2 separate regions of the Zea mays genome follow, and region 1 is linked to region 2. The links are chromatin contacts, called in public Hi-C maps. All regions are on one chromosome and are shown on one strand. Each heading gives the region's core, a stretch centred on a gene start, on an enhancer-like site or on the middle of the called end of the contact. The rest is flanking DNA. Distances are from core to core; before and after follow the strand shown. Region 1 holds the start of LOC100381708. Region 2 holds the start of LOC100283215 (14-3-3-like protein A).

What was found. Hi-C and Micro-C count contacts between places; a contact is called where the count stands out from the background.
Region 1: a Hi-C map of ear shows a contact between it and region 2, with 2.2 times the contacts expected there. The contact joins the promoter of LOC100381708 here to the promoter of LOC100283215 in region 2. A contact is called at or near these places in 2 of 25 Hi-C or Micro-C datasets (ear and tassel).

What each region holds. Positions count from the first base shown.
Region 1 is chr4:203,222,061-203,224,797 of Zm-B73-REFERENCE-NAM-5.0, forward strand. It overlaps LOC100381708, which reads left to right and starts at 1,331. Exons shown (of 17, transcript NM_001361524.1): 1 at 1,331-1,779; 2 at 2,238-2,291; 3 at 2,406-2,559. The coding sequence starts at 1,375.
Region 2 is chr4:203,050,950-203,053,870 of Zm-B73-REFERENCE-NAM-5.0, forward strand. LOC100283215 (14-3-3-like protein A) reads right to left here and starts at 1,467. Exons shown (of 4, transcript NM_001369526.1): 1 at 891-1,467; 2 at 684-806; 3 at 492-608; 4 at 190-427. The coding sequence starts at 1,376. The coding sequence ends at 374. It overlaps LOC109946085 (a long non-coding RNA gene), which reads left to right. Exons shown (of 3, transcript XR_002269282.2): 3 at 1-306.

The DNA of each region.
Region 1 (2,737 bases), core at 81-2,580, 170 kb after region 2:
ATTAATTTCTAGTCAGATTACTTCTCTAATTTATATAAATTTTGATGAGCTGGAATGAATCCTGGCTTATTCCAGTATAACCGAACGGGCTCTCAACTGTTTCCGCTTCCGCTCCTGACTCATACCACAGCTAGTCTCATACTCTCATGGGCTCAATATTATAGCAAAGAATTACACAAAGCTTGTGCAATAAAATTAAGATAATAACGATGATCTGAACAATGATAATGATATCCTTGGTTGTGCAATAAACTTGATGTACTTGCAGTGAACAGGGCATTCTTCCTCTGTCTTGTAACCTTAATACCAGGCTCCTTTGACTTGCGCATGCCATTCTTTCACACCAGTTTGGCGAACATATCGATATTGCTTATTCTAACCACAAATTCTTTTTCAAATCAACATGTTGAGATCGGATGCCCGCGTGCGTGTAAGCATTATCGATACAATTTTTTGGTGGTGGTAGCAGTACATTTTATTATTTAAATCGAAATTTTAAATAAATGGTTTGAAATAAGACACGTTCAGTGGCACTTAGCGCTACGACTAGGGCTGGGAATTGGGCTGGGCTAGTCCGGTCCAAGCCCATCGTGCTTCGTGCCAAACGGGTTTGGGCCAGAAAAGTCCAAAAAACTTTTGGGTCGTGTCGTGCCAGCCCGAAGTGTAAAAAAAGTGGTCCAGCCCGTCCTAAACCACGTCGTGCCTTCATCGTGCCGGTGCCGACCCAAGCCCGACCCGTATATTTGACCACATAAAATCAGAATATTACAGCCATGTAAAGTTATAACTTACTAAATTAAAGATATTAAACAATTCTAGCATCATTTAACCACACAAACTCCAAATATAACAATAATATAAAGTCGATACCTTACTAAATTAAAAAAATTAAACATATTAGGCTTAATTGGGCCGTGTCAGACTAAGCTCGACCCATCTATGCGGGTCGTGCCGGGGTCTCGACGGGCTGAAATTTGAGGTCTGGCTCAGACCCGGCTTCGGATCATGCTAGTTCAAACCATATTATTTCATATCGGGTCATATTTTAGGCTCTTATTTTCGAGTCATGCTCGTGCTAGATCGAAAAGTCTTTCCCATGTTCCCAGCACTGGCTACGACAGCTGACGTTCCCGTTGGGCAGCAGAACTGCAGTGCACGCACCAACCCAATCCACCCCCCCTCGGCCCACGGCGGCACCACTACACCAGTCAGTCACCAGACCACTCTGCCGTCGCCGCCTACCTCGGCAACAGTCAGGACTTAGGACGCAACTCATCCCCGCCGCGAGCAACGCCAATGCTCCGACCGCTACACGCTACAGCCGCCGCCACCGCTAGCTAGGCCCAGCCGCCTCCTCCCTTCCCCTCCACGACGATGGACCCGACCACGCCCGTCCTTGCGCTCTCCAAGGCCTTCGCCTCCTCCCGCACCAAGCCCTTCCTCCTCCTCGCCCCGCACCGCCGCCGCTCCCTCTTCGCCGCCCGCGCGTCTGCCCCCTCCTCGTCCTCCGTGCCGGGCGACCTCCTCATCTCGCTCGCGCGGCTCGCGCTCCGCGGCCCCGGACCCCCCGCGGCGCCTCGGCGGTGGTTCGCGAGTGTCTCTTCTGCCTCGCCTCTCGCCTCGGGTGGTCCGCCCCGCGGCGGAGGCGGTCGGGGGAACGGTGATGGTGACGGCGGTGGTGGTGGCGACGGCTGGAAGCGCCCGCGCGCTTCCCAGGGAGCGGGTGTGGTGGAGGAAGCGGCAGCGCAGGGAGCCGATGTCATCGTCCTTGACGTTGGGGTATGGCTATTCCTGTAGCTGTAGTACGACGAGTAGACACTGACCACCTTCCGCTCTTAAACAAAATACCATATCATGTGTGGCATAGAAGGATCTTTTTACAACTTTTTGAATACTTGGCTACACGGATTGTTACTTTACCCACTTGTAACAGTTTTTTCATATTTAGAATTCGGATTGCCATAACATAACAAACATTCTCATACAATCATGAATCAGCAAACAAACCACTAATGCTACTGGTGGTAGAACCTGCTGGATTATCTCTTGTGTCAACAACCCATCTAAACAGCATCGTTTCTGGGACAATCACTAGAACCTCCAACCAACTAGTGTTTGTTCTGGGAAAAAAAACCCTATAAGTTATCATTTGCATGCATGTTTGTCCTTACATGCTACAGTTTCTGACCACCTTGTAATCTGTAGCTGTATTAGCCACTTGATTAGCTTCGTTGCAGGGAATGTCGTGTGGTGGATGCGCAGCAAGCGTGAAACGTATTCTGGAGAGTGAGGTAAGCTAAGTTAGATCAGCATGCCTTAGATGTAGAGCTTTTGGCCAAAGTGCTTGTTAGCTCTCTACTGTTTCTAGTAGTGTTTGTAACTCTGTATGTGCTTGGATTTTTCAGCCCCAGGTACGGTCAGCAACTGTTAACCTTGCCACTGAGATGGCAGTCGTCTGGGCAGTGCCCGAGGATAGTGTTGTTCAGGATTGGAAGGAGCAGCTGGGTGAGAAGCTTGCCAATCAGTTGACGACATGTGGCTATAAATCCAATCTTCGAGGTAAACGCTGCAATAATTGCTCAAGTACTGTCAAAGGGCTAAACTTGCACATTTTAGTTGGGAGTGATGGGGCAGTTGAATAATGGATACATTGTTAGTTTGGAACTTCGAATAAAGAGCTAAAATAATGGATGTTTTTTTAACACTGCTCCCTCGTGTCCCTGGGTGCACTGTAATT
Region 2 (2,921 bases), core at 217-2,716:
ATGAGATTTTGGATCAAAATGTCCTAAACCCGGTCAAACACTTGTTTACTCAACCTTAGCCGGCTGAATTAAAATGTCCTATAAAATATATTTGCCTGGTGAATTCTATTCCATCACATGGTAGTGATAGCACACAAGCATTCAATTATCTAACTTAATCAAATGATGAATAATGATCACCCATTAGTATAGTAGTCAACCATACCACATTTGATTATTGCCAATAGGATACACTAACAGTAACAGTAACAGGGTTCCACAATAGCAGTATAACAACAAAACGAAAGGTCGACGATTGAAGGAAAGGACACACGAAAATGGTCCTTGTACAAGCATGGCATGGCATGGCATGATCGATGGAGATGTTTGGCTACTACTGCTCCTCGTCAGGCTTGTTTGCATCCCGCATTTCATCGCCACCATCCTCCTGATACACAGCATGATTAGCATCACTTACGTACTGACATGACAGCAGAATTCCAAGTGTTTACCTGCATGTCAGAAGTCCACAAGGTGAGGTTGTCACGAAGAAGCTGCATGATGAGTGTGCTATCCTTGTACGACTCTTCCCCAAGACTATCCAGCTCTGAAATAGCTTCGTCGAAGGCCTGGGACCAAAGCCCTCAAATCATAAAACAGCATGTCATCCCTCAAATCACCAGGAGAATGGGGAGAAGGGGAACCTGCTTGGCCAGCGAGCAGGCGCGGTCCGGCGAGCTGAGGATCTCGTAGTAGAAGACGGAGAAGTTGAGGGCGAGGCCGAGCCTGATGGGATGCGTGGGCGGCAGCTCCTTGACGGCGATGTCCTTTATACGTACGTATTAATTAAGATAAGACAGGTCTCGTTTAGGAGAGGAGAGGCAATCCATGACTGCCTGCCGAACTGCTACCTGCGCGGCCTGGTAGGCGGCGAGCGTGGAGTCCGCGGCGTCCTTGCGCTCGGCGCCGGTCTTGAACTCGGCGAGGTAGCGGTGGTAGTCCCCCTTCATCTTGAGGTAGAAGACCCTGGCGTCCACGGCCGCCGCCGCCGGCACGAGGCGCTCGTCGAGGAGGCGCAGGATCCCCGCGCAGATCCCGGAGAGCTCGGCCTCGACGCGCGCGCGGTACCCCCTGGCGGCGGCGGCGTGCCCCGCCGCGCCCCGCGTCTCCTCCTTGTGCTCGATGGAGGAGACGATGCGCCAGGAGGCGCGGCGCGCGCCGATGACGTTCTTGTAGGCGACGGAGAGCAGGTTGCGCTCCTCGACGGTGAGCTCTGCGGCGGCCGCGACCTTCTCCATGAACTCGACCATCTCCTCGTACCGCTCCGCCTGCTCCGCTAGCTTGGCCATGTAGACCATCTCCTCCCGGGTGCCGGCGGCGGCGGCGGCGGCGGCCATGGGTTGGGGAAAGGAGTGGGTGGGTGGGTCGTGGTCGTGGGTGGGTGCGGAGAACTGGATGGAGATGGAAACGGCAGGCAGGGTAGAGGCCAGAGGGGGAGTGTGCCAGTGGAGGAGCTGCTGCGGTTTTGTTTTTTGTTTTATTTATATAAAATAAATAAACGGAGGGGGAGGCAACGACGAACGAGGGAGAAGTTGTTGATAATCTAAATATCTTTACTACTTATATCACCTTTTTCCCGACAAGATAATAGATAGAAACGGCCCCCACCAATTTGATCATCCACCACCTATGTAGCTGCTTTTAGATGGTTTGAGCCAGCTAAAAGCATCTTCAAAAGGTCTATAGAAGTCTCCTCTAAATCAAGTTTTTTTAGAAAAAAACACAAAAAAAAATGTTTCCAACAGCTCCCCTAAACTAAAGTGCTACCAACTTTTTCATAACCTTAAAATTTCCTCATTTGCAGCTATAAATGAGGTTTTTTAGGCTCCCCAGAAACAATCTAACGTTTTAAGGGATCTGTTGAAGAAAGGATTAAAATCTAGCCCCACTAATTTTTAGATATCCCTTAAAACTGATTTTCAGAAGTTATTTTCTGGGGAGCTCTTGGAGATGCTCTAATAACTAATAGATATTTAAGGGTATACCTAAAAATTATCTAGTTCATTAGTAGATTCGTTATAAGCCTTTAAGCTAAATTTAGCCGCTAACTATTAGTTTTATAAGTTTGGAACAGTGCTTTAGTGTCGTCTAACAACCCAACCCAAGCAAAGCATCAACTTAAAACTACTCTGTTATAACTATAGGATCGGTGAGACGATCAGACGGGGTGAATAGGGGTCACTAAAAATTCTCGTCCTGCGATTACGTGACTTTAATCACAAAGATCAACCCAAAAGACCCTCTAGGGACTCAGAGCAGCAGATTAGAGCGCAACACAAACCAGTGCTGTTTGTATGCACCAAAAATCCAAGAAACTGCAGGCCTAACTTCCTAGAAATTATCAGAGTCGGAATCACCAGGAAATCTGAGCGGTAGTGCTGGCCATAGGTCCGACATTGTCGGTCGTTTAGATCTGGTAGTGCCATGCACACGGGCGGTAGTGCTGGGTAAGCAAAAATGCCCAGAATGATCTCAAATCTAACACAATTTGCGTGGGGTGTAAAAAGTTCTCTGGTGAAGTATGAACCCGAACAAGTAAGAGATCAAGTCGCAGATCAGAAATCCTGTGAAGGATAGGGTTTTGATGGGGTTTTCTCAAAGCGAACTCAAACGAGAATCAACTCGGATCACGACCATGAACTGCTCCGTGAGGGCATATGCAGTGATCCAAAGAGTCTATCTCCACCCAAATCAAACACCAACAGTATCCATATCACAAGAACTCAAAGTTTCTCCACAAATCCACAAGAGAAAGGGAAGGGAGAACCAAAAATATAAACTTCAGAATTTCAGTGAGTATTCAAAACTGAGATCGAGAAGTGACAAAAACCTGTGGGCCATAGCGGTGACCATTCCTTAGATTAAACATGAAGAACACAAAC